3 separate regions of the Mus musculus genome follow, and all the other regions are linked to region 1. A link is a contact called in public promoter capture Hi-C data. All regions are on one chromosome and are shown on one strand. The core of a region is the stretch at or near the end of the contact, and the rest is flanking DNA. Distances in the headings are between cores, read along the strand shown. Region 1 holds the start of Prr7 (proline rich 7 (synaptic)). Region 2 holds the start of Ddx46 (DEAD box helicase 46). Region 3 holds the start of Tmed9 (transmembrane p24 trafficking protein 9).

Evidence for each region. Capture Hi-C pulls out chosen DNA fragments and counts their contacts.
Region 2: a contact with region 1 is called in a promoter capture Hi-C map of pancreatic islet. The contact joins the promoter of Ddx46 here to the promoter of Prr7 in region 1. A contact is called at or near these places in 7 of 39 promoter capture datasets (the C10 cell line, the HPC-7 cell line, cranial neural crest and 2 more), 6 of 484 Hi-C or Micro-C datasets (B cells, the Ba/F3 cell line, embryonic stem cells and 2 more), 4 of 115 datasets of contacts at active chromatin or transcription factors (embryonic stem cells, microglia and pancreatic cancer cells) and 3 of 9 other capture datasets (adipose tissue, liver and pancreatic islet).
Region 3: a promoter capture Hi-C map of liver shows a contact between it and region 1. The contact joins the promoter of Tmed9 here to the promoter of Prr7 in region 1. A contact is called at or near these places in 9 of 39 promoter capture datasets (the C10 cell line, embryonic stem cells, frontonasal cranial neural crest and 5 more), 1 of 15 datasets of contacts at CTCF or cohesin (large pre-B cells), 1 of 484 Hi-C or Micro-C datasets (uterus), 2 of 115 datasets of contacts at active chromatin or transcription factors (embryonic stem cells and pancreatic cancer cells) and 2 of 9 other capture datasets (adipose tissue and liver).

Annotation. Positions count from the first base shown.
Region 1 is chr13:55,462,764-55,465,878 of GRCm38.p6, reverse strand. It overlaps Prr7 (proline rich 7 (synaptic)), which reads right to left and starts at 1,612. Exons shown (of 3, transcript NM_001030296.4): 1 at 1,465-1,612.
Region 2 is chr13:55,633,398-55,636,512 of GRCm38.p6, reverse strand. It overlaps Ddx46 (DEAD box helicase 46), which reads right to left and starts at 1,514. Exons shown (of 23, transcript NM_001282055.1): 1 at 1,318-1,514. The coding sequence starts at 1,334.
Region 3 is chr13:55,591,576-55,594,690 of GRCm38.p6, reverse strand. Tmed9 (transmembrane p24 trafficking protein 9) reads right to left here and starts at 1,556. Exons shown (of 5, transcript NM_026211.3): 1 at 1,334-1,556; 2 at 1,090-1,190. The coding sequence starts at 1,517.

The sequences.
Region 1 (3,115 bases), core at 363-2,862:
GAAACCCAGGATAGTGCTTACTGGTGTTTGACCTTGGGCAAGTCCCCTTACTTCCTGAGCCCCAAGACTCTCCATCTCTACAACAGGCATAGCAAACTTACCTTGCACAACTGCTCTAAGGATAGAGACTGAGGATGTAGAGCACTCAGATTGCACACAGAGCAGGCAGAGAATGAAAGGAACCTGTGACTAATTCTCCAGGTCTCCCTGCCTGCCTTCCCAGGTAGCATCCATTTAAGGGCATCCTATGCCAAGGCCTCAAATGCCCCAGATCCTGGGCACAGATACTTCACTGGATAGAAAGAGAAAGCTAGGGATGGTTGGTTGTGGCTTTGGGGATGCTGGGTCTGAAGCCTGTGGTCAGGGCCGGCATCTGCTGAGTCAGGTCCTGCTGGCAGGGGGGCCATTTCTCTCTCCAGCACACTGTCTGATGAGGGGAGGTTGGGAGGGGAGCCAGAGGTCATTTCTTCTGACTCAGCAGCCGTCCGAGGAGCTCCCTTGGGCAGGGCACCTCCATGTGGCACTGGCCTCTTTGCAGGCCATCCTCCATGCCACCCCACACAGTCAAGGCATTGTGCAGACAAGAAAGGGGCACTGTGGTCCAGACAATGAGCTGGGTTGCTCCCAGCTGGCCTGGGATTCAGCTCTCCTGGGTCAGCAGTGTCCTTTGCTCTGTCTCTACTCCTCCCTGGAGAATGGTGGCTAGGACATCAAACAGAGGCCCACCGCAAACCCATGATTTGGCACATGCACTGGCCATGAGAAGAGACGCTGCTAGCTTCTTTCCTCTTCTCTAGTTTAAAAAACCAAATAAACCACCTCCGGAGAATACGATTTTCTGTTAGGCCATGTTTCAAGGGAACGGGAGACCACCCTAGTGGTGATACTAGCAATGGTAGTTACCAGGCAGAGACCCCAGACCCAACCTCCAGGCCTTTTTCCCGTGGCAGGCCCAGGGTCTGGGCCGCCTCCACGTTTGCAGCCACCCTGGGAGTCCTGTTGCGACGACTGCAGCCACGTGGGAGCCGGCTCATGCCCACGGAGCCGCTCTCCCTCACCCCCACCCTCGACGTGCTGAGGCAGGCACACCCAGACTGGCCAGAAGAGCGATGCTCTCTCCACAGTGCACCCCCTTCCCCCCTCCCGCGCCCCCGGCCGTGGTGGGGGAGGGGGCGTCGCCACCCCGCAGTCGCGTTGCCGGGGAGCGCAACCCCGTTGCTGTGGCAACGGTTTCCAAGCGAACTGGTGGCCGCTCGCGCCCGGCTCCGGCTCCCTCGCTCACTTTCCCCTCCTTCCTTCCCTCCGGTGTGGGCTGGGGGAGGGGCTGCCCGCTGTCCCGGTCGGGGTCCGAGTGGCGATACCAGGCTAGGGTTCTGAGCCACCCGCAGGGAGGGTCATCAGCCCGAAGACCATCTTCCGCCCGCGCTCTGTTCCCGCCCGGCCCGCAGCCGTCGCGGTACTCACGGGCCCAGGCATCCTCTTCGAACTCGTCTTCCTGCCTCGGGGCAAGCGGCCCAACGGACAGAACCCAAGCTTGGAGCCGGCAGCGGCTCCGGGGAGCAGACAGTGGCAACGAAAGCCGCTCGGAGCGTTGGGCTGGAGGCGCGGGGCGCGCGCACGGGCGCGTGCTGAGCCTGGCGTGCGCGCGCGCGCAGCCAACAGAGCCCCCCCCCCCTCACGCCGCCAAGGCTGCTGCGAGGGAAGGGGTGGGTGGGACTCCGGACCCACCTGCCGCACGCAGACGCGGCAGAGGATGTGGGCTCGCAATACCAAGGGCATCCCAGCGCAAAAAAATAAAAAGTACACTCCGTACAGCTCCCAGGCAACAGGCTATCTAAAGGGGCTGGGGGTGAAGGCCACACTGGCAGCTTTGCGGCCATAGACGCCGGATGCTTAGCGGAGCAGCTGAGGTAACAAACCCGGAGACTCACACAGCTCAACCTGGGCATATTCAAACACAGGTAATGGGGGCAGGGACTCGATGGAATCAGCACCCCGGTGTGGCTTCCTCCCAACTCACGACCCCAACCACTGTTCCAGAAGGTATGCATTCCAACATTGCAACTGAGAAGCATCACAGACCCACCTGAGCACTAAACTGCTATGGTTCCACGGGCATGCTCATAGCTGGCTCCATCTTCATTTGACACTGGTTGTGCTTGCCTTTCTACCGTTTCTATTTCAACTTCTCTGTGGCATTAAGGGTGAACTCCCCGAAGCACCTCCCACCATGTCAACTGGAACAGTAATGGCTCTGAGAGCCAGGATCTTAAACTGGAGGCCAAGGGGAAAGGGCACATAAAGCCAGTGAACCCAGAACTCATGTCACAGTTGGTTCCAGGCGTTTCAAACGTTGGCATTAGGCACGCTGCCCCCAAATGGAGGTATGGGTGGTCTCCAACAGCTGGATTTAAGCTCTGCCAGCCATTCCCAGTGAGAAAACTGTCTTTCCCAGTAGCTCTAGTAAAGACAAATGCACAGGTGACATCTAGGACGCCTGTCCAATGAACTAACTCATGCTTTGGGGGTAGAGAAGGATACATACTCCACACAACCGCCTAGGGGTTAGTGCCTTCCTTGAGTGTGAACAACCGGTTCTCAGGGAGATAACAGTTGTCTCTACCAACCCATGGGTGCCATCAAAGGTAGGACTCTAACAAAAGTTGTTCCACAACACACTGGTCTGATTTCTAATTTGGCCACCAGGATTCCAGAGACTCAAGAGTTAAGACTCAATAATGGCAAGCCACAATCAGCTGGGGCCCCTTGCTTCTTTCTGGTAGTCACATCCTCCTGTGTAATGTTAGCAACTAACAGGAGCCTGCCCCCCCCCCCCTTTTTGAGTTGACTTGGTTTTCCCTTATCATACAGGGGATCAACCCCAGGATTCTCTCAAATGCTAGAAAAGCCCCTGTCCCGCTGAGCTATGCCCACATGGTGTGTGTGTGTGTGTGTGTAAGCCTACCACCACCTAATCCACATGGATGGGAATAGTAGAGAATGGTTTACCCACGTTATATTAGGGTGCTTTTTGTGTAAGGTGGGACAGGCCCTTAACCCTTCAGGGACCCTCCCAACCTCCAGTAGAGCACACAAAGCAGAGCTTTTAACATTG
Region 2 (3,115 bases), core at 265-2,764, 170 kb before region 1:
CCCTGACATCAGCTCATAGCAGCCTTCCTCGCCATCACTGAAGGCTGCCATTACTAGGAATCAACAATCCATTCGCTTTCTGAGCCTTCTCAGGATCTACCTAGAAAGCTCCAGATGAGCGGAAGCCAGGCACCACAGGAAGTCAACTGTACGCAGGTAAATGGGTGAAAAGGACCTTCTGCGAAAGGTCTGGGGAGTCTGAATTTCCTCTTGAAAGTAACAGGATCCAACAGATACTAAGTCAAAAAATGGCAAGGTCTTATTGTTATTTTGATTCCAGCAATACAAATATAATAATTATAACAGCAAGATCAAGAAAGGTAATTCAGGCCGGGTGTGGTGGCGCACGCCTTTAATCCCAGCACTCAGGAGGCAGAGGCAGGCAGATTTCTGAATTCGAGGCCAGCCTAGTCTACAAAGTAAGTTCCAGAACAGCCAGGGCTATACAGAGAAACCCTGTCTCGGACCCCCCACCCCCCCAAAAAAAGAACCATGGTCACTGGCAATACACCCTTTATACGGAAGATGCTACAGGTTTTTTTGGTTTGCAAAAATTTCAAGCTGCTCCACTCACACTTGGCTTGTTTCCCTGAACCTAAGTTTTAACCCAGTACGCCAAGTTTTCATTCTCCCTACACAGTGAACCACAGTACCTTTCAGACTGGCTACATACATACCAGTCATCTCATCTTTCAAGATGATGATTATAATAATAGTAGTAGTAGTAATAATATCATCATCATCTACCTCAAGGTCCTAATCCGTTATTAAAACCTAAAGTTTTGAAGACACCGTAAGGTGCCCGCGTGAAAGGTTTCACAAAGAAGCAGGCAACATAGTAACAAAATGTATCCGCGGAATAAATGGCCATGGAACAGGTGTTTTTGTTGTAACCCAATAAAAGCCGGTCCTGCACATATAGCAGGTGCGTAAAAAAGGCCTGCATACGCTCCTTCTAAATGACTTAGGCAGAGAGGCCCACGTGCGCACGAAAGTAACCCAGAGTGGAGGCAAACAATGTTGTGAAGACGAAGAGGAACGGGAGTGAACCGGCTCTGGGTTGACCCGGGGGATGAGGCGGGAGGCTCCGTGATGGGCGGGGTGGGGTCAGGGGGACTGTTCCCGCTCAGGGCTCGACCGGTGGTCGCAAGCTCACGGCAATCGGCTGCCCTGCATGCCAGCTGCGCCTCGTCACAGCCCGGGTGACCGGGTCCTCAGCAGCCACACGCGCGGCCACCCGCACTCTACCCGCAGCGCCGCTCCCTCCACCCGCTCGCTCCCCTCCGAGCCCAAGAAGCCGCTCGCCCGCGGACTCACCGAGACTCCCGGCCCATGCTGCCGGCCAGCAGAAGGCCTGCGCCCTCGGGGACGATGCGCAGGCCTATGAAGAGGACAAAGGAGGGAGGCAGCAAGCTCTCACGGTACCGAGCGAGGACCGGTCCTACGAAATGGACAGAGCTCCAGCAGTGACCGCCATCAGAGCGTGGCCAACGAAAACAGGATGTGCTGGTGCCGGGGTGCGGAAGGAAGGAGCGGGCGGAAGGAAGCGGCTGCTTCTCCAGAGCGCCACCAACCGACTGGAGGCCGCGCGGCGCGGGCTGCGCCGGCAGCAACAACTTACTTTTCTAGCGCAACCCGCAGCCCTTTTTGGCGCTATGGAGTGTGCCATCAGCCAGGTCAGCCTTGCAAAGGGTCTTCGCTGCAGACCACCGAGGAACCTAATGCAGCCTGCGGCTCTCCCAGGGAGTGTGTCTGTTTGCCTTAATCTGCATTAACTAATGCTCCTGTCTCCTTATATGCTCCGTACTGAGTCACTTATGTGTATGCCAGATCCTGACAACTAATAGTAGTGATGTGTCTTCGACACAAGGAGCATCATACTGAAGAGGAAAGACTCTTCAATATGAGATGTGAAGACTTAGAATCTACAGAACAGAGATAAACTGCACTAAGGATTATAATAGTTCTTAACACTGGGAAGCTTTCGGGGCAGGGGGGAATACATGATCCGTTCAACCGCTCAGGAAATGGGGCCCAAAGGCACCAGACAAAAAGCACGGGCCTCCCTCTTGCTCTGGCTCTTTGTCTGGATCACTCCATTTCTGCTTATTATCTTTATATTCACATTTTGACCTGTCCTTTAAGTGTTTTACTTACCGAACTTACCCCTATACTGGAACAAAGAAGCCCTCCCAAAGGATTTCCTATGCCTACAAACACCTCAAATGACCAATCAGATTAAAGACAACCTGGCCTTGGTAGAACAAAGCAAAGCAAGAGCAAATAGATTCCCTACCTACAGAGGTCCTCCAAGACTGCAAAAGACTAACTTCATGACTGCAAAAAATGGAGGCGTCTATGCCTTCCTAGGAAAAGGATGTTTTCATGAAAACCAATTAGGCCTAATAAAGGGAACCACTGAGCAACTATTTTAAAACAAACTCAAAACCAGAAAAGGAACAGACAATGCATTCTAGAAGAACACCTGGATGCCTGGGGCCATGCATCACACCATTGGCAGGTGCGGTCATTGGTTTTTGGTTGGCTGGTTGGTTGGTTGGTTGGTTGGTTTTCTGAGACAGGGTTTCTCTGTGTAGCCCTGGCTGTCCTGGAACTCACTCTGTAGACCAGGCTGGCCTCGAACTCAGAAATCCATCTGCCTCTGCCTCCCAAGTGCTGGGATTAAAGTCATGCGTCACTACTGCCTGGCCTATTTTTGTTTGTTTGTTTGTTTGTTTTCTTTGTTTATTGAGACAGGCTTTCTCTGTGTAGCCCTGGCTGTCCTGGAACTCACTCTGTAGACCAGAATTTTGGTTTCTTTTTTTTTTTTTTTTTTTTTCTTTTTTTCAAGACAGGGTTTCTCTGTAGCCCTGGCTATCCTGGAACTCACTCTGTAGACCAGGTTGGCCTCGAACTCAAAAATCCACCTGCCTCTGCCTCCCAAGTGCTGGGATTAAAAGTGTGTGCCACCACTGCCCAGCCAAATTTAACATTTCTGTTCGAGTTTGGTTTTAAAAGATACTCTGCATAGCTAAAAAGATTTCTCAGAGGTAAAGAGCCCTTGTTGCTCCTGCGGAAGATCTGGGTTCGATTCCCATTACAGACACGGTGGTTC
Region 3 (3,115 bases), core at 307-2,806, 130 kb before region 1:
GAGGATTTCAGTCAGTGATGCTGCCAGGAGACTAGGAAAAAATGGGGATAAAAGCTCTGAGTACCACAAGAGTCTGCAAGGAGAGCCTTGGGCACGTCACAGCACTAAAGGACCCAAGGGTACTCAGCCACAGGCATAAAATGATCGCAACAATCTGGGGCAGGGTTGAAGGGTCTGACATCAGGCTGGCGAGTAACTGCTCCCCAGGCGGAGCTGGCCTGCCTCTACCTTCCAGGGGCAGCATGACCACCATGTTGCTGTTTTGTTTTGTTTTTAGTTTTTGGGGTTTTTTTTTGGTTTTTCGAGACAGGGTTTCTCTGTGTAGTCCTGGCTGTCCTGGAACTCACTTTGTAGACCAGGCTGGCCTCGAACTCAGAAATCCACCTGTCTCTGCCTCCCAAGTGCTGGGATTAAAGGCCACCACCGCCCGGCTGTTTGTTTGTTTTTATGCCTGTTAATTTTTTTAAGTATTTTTTTTTCTTTATTTGTGTGAATGTTAGCATTGGGTGTCCTGAAACTCACTCTGTTGACCAGGCTGGCCTGGAACTCAGAGAGATCCAACTGTCTCTGCCCTCCAAGTGCTGGGATTAAAGGCATGGGCCAGCTTTAAGAGCATTTGCCTGGCTGCAAATGCTCTTCCTTGATGCTCAGCCATCTCTCCAGGCGCTTGGATGAATGGTGATGTCAAAAATAACTTCCACAACTATTCTGATGGTTAGTGACAACAAAACTATTTTGCCTTTTGTCTTTAAAACATTATTTGTCAAAACTGAAAGGTGTTCTGTTTTGTGAAATTAAGGCCTAAACAACAACTTTAGCATTAGCAACTTTTTGGTATCCATCACTGACTGCAATTAATACACTTATCGCTAGAGTAAGTGAGCTTCCATTTCACAGGCTAGGGAAAGCAGCCGAATTGGGGGAGTCACTCAGAGGTCACTGAGAAGTTGTGAACTGAACCTGTCCAGAAACCGCGGCCCAAGTTCCTAGAGAAGATCCGGTATCTTCCCACAACACCAACTAAAATTCTCGATCGAACAGATAAGGAAACTAACAAAGAAGTACCGGAGCGGGTAAGGGCCAGCTTACCTTGTCCTCGGGGTCTTTTACCTCTACGAACATGCCAAGCCCAGGGGTGGCTGGCTGGTACTCCTCCCGCTGTTTGTCATACAGCTGCGTCCGGTAATTTCCTGGAGACAGGCGGAAAAAGGAAGATGAAATAAGCTCGAAGAGGTGCGGGGTTCGCGGCCAGGCTAGCTACCCGGAACAGGTCGCATCCCCCTCCGCCCCAGGACCACTGACTTGTCCCAAACGCTTCCCTGCGCCCCCGCACCGATGACCATGGTCTCGTCCGGAATCTCCTCAATGAAGCACTTCTTTTCTGTTTCTCCGATGTGGAAATACAGCGCGCTTCCGCGGGCTGCAAGCCACAGCAGTAGCAGGAAGGCCCGCATCCCTCTCCCCAGCAAGAGACCCGGTGAGCTTCCGACAACCCGCACGCCTCGCACCGCAGCCATCTTGCCCCACCTGCCTGCGCAGGCGCAGACTGCCGAGCCACGTAGCCCAGCGGAGGCCACCGCAGTGCCTGCCGGGACTGCGAGTTCCGCCGCATGGACTACAAGTCCCTAGATACACCACGCCTCCGCGCGGCAGTACCTGATTGGGGCTGGTTTCTGCAAGCTGAGGACTGGGGTCTCCAAAATGGAAGGATTTTCTTCGGTTTAGCCAAATAGCGAGATGACTGATAATAGTTGTCAGCCTGCGCAACATATAAGCGGAGGCAAGGTTCGAACCTGTTTCACCCAATAGTAATACAACTCTCCCTCTTGCCCATCCTCTCCCCATCCCTCTTTACTTTTATTTGATTTGACACAGGGTCTTGCTATGTTGCTTTGCCTCACTGGAATTTACAATGCAAACTCCCCCCGGCCTGAAATTTGTAGGGATCTTTCTGACTCTTAAGGTTGGGATATAAGGTGCACACAACACTATGTTCAGCCATCCTACTCTCGGTTACTATTTGCACTGTCTATTCTTTCCCACTCATATCATTACTTTATATTCCAAAATGAACCTCTTAGGGGCAACATGCAATTAGATCATGCCTTTTGAACGCCATCTTGCCAAGTTCTACCTTTTAATTGTAGGGTTTATGCCACTTACATTTAATTTAATCATTAATAAGATTTATAACTATCATTGTGTTGTTTATGTATGTCTTGTGTTTGTTGTTCACCAATACCTTTGTCTGTACTAAGTAGATACATTGTGGCATCTTTTTTTTTTTTTTTCTTGAGACAGTCTAACTATGTAGCCCTGCCTGGCTCTGACCTTGATAGGTAGACCATGTTGGTATCTCTCTAAACTCCACCCCCACAGTTCCTGGCAGAAGCCAAGTATGCTCCGCCCCACAGTTACCTGGCAACAGTCAGGTAGTCCTGGCTCTATAAAAGGGGCTGCTTGGCCCCTCCTCTCTCTCTTACTCTCTTACTCTCTTGCCTCTTTCCCTTTGCTCTTTATTCCCTTCCCCTCTCTCTTCACGTCGCCATGGCCAGCCCCTACTTCTTTACTCTCTCCTTCTCTCTGCCTCTGCTACTCTCTTAACTGCCTTCCCCATGCCCTAAATAAACTATTCTATACTATACCAGTGTGGTCTGGTCCCTCAGGGGGAAGGGATGCCTTGGCATGGGCCCACTAAGGCAACCTCTTCCCCCACACCCCGCCAGAACATATTCTTATAGCTCGCTCTCTTTTTATGATCACAACAGACCAGGCTGTCCTTCTTGATCTTATAGAGCTCTGTCTACCTCTGCCTCCCTAGTGCTGGGATTAAATTAATCTCTTCATGCTTGTAGGGTTGATAAAGGATACACATTCCTCTCTAGGCTTTGGATTGATAGAGATAAGGAAAGCCCACACAGGCAAGAAGAGGGAGTCCCACATTGTAGCTGAGACAAGAATGCATGGAACTTTTACTGAACAGGCTCATAGTGCAGAGAGATTCCAGAGATCAGGAGATCCAGAGGGCAGCACAGAAATGCTGATGAGGAGAAATTGCAGAATAGCTAGATCTCATCTCCCTTCCAGGCCTCTGGGGTATAGGAGGTCTCAATGA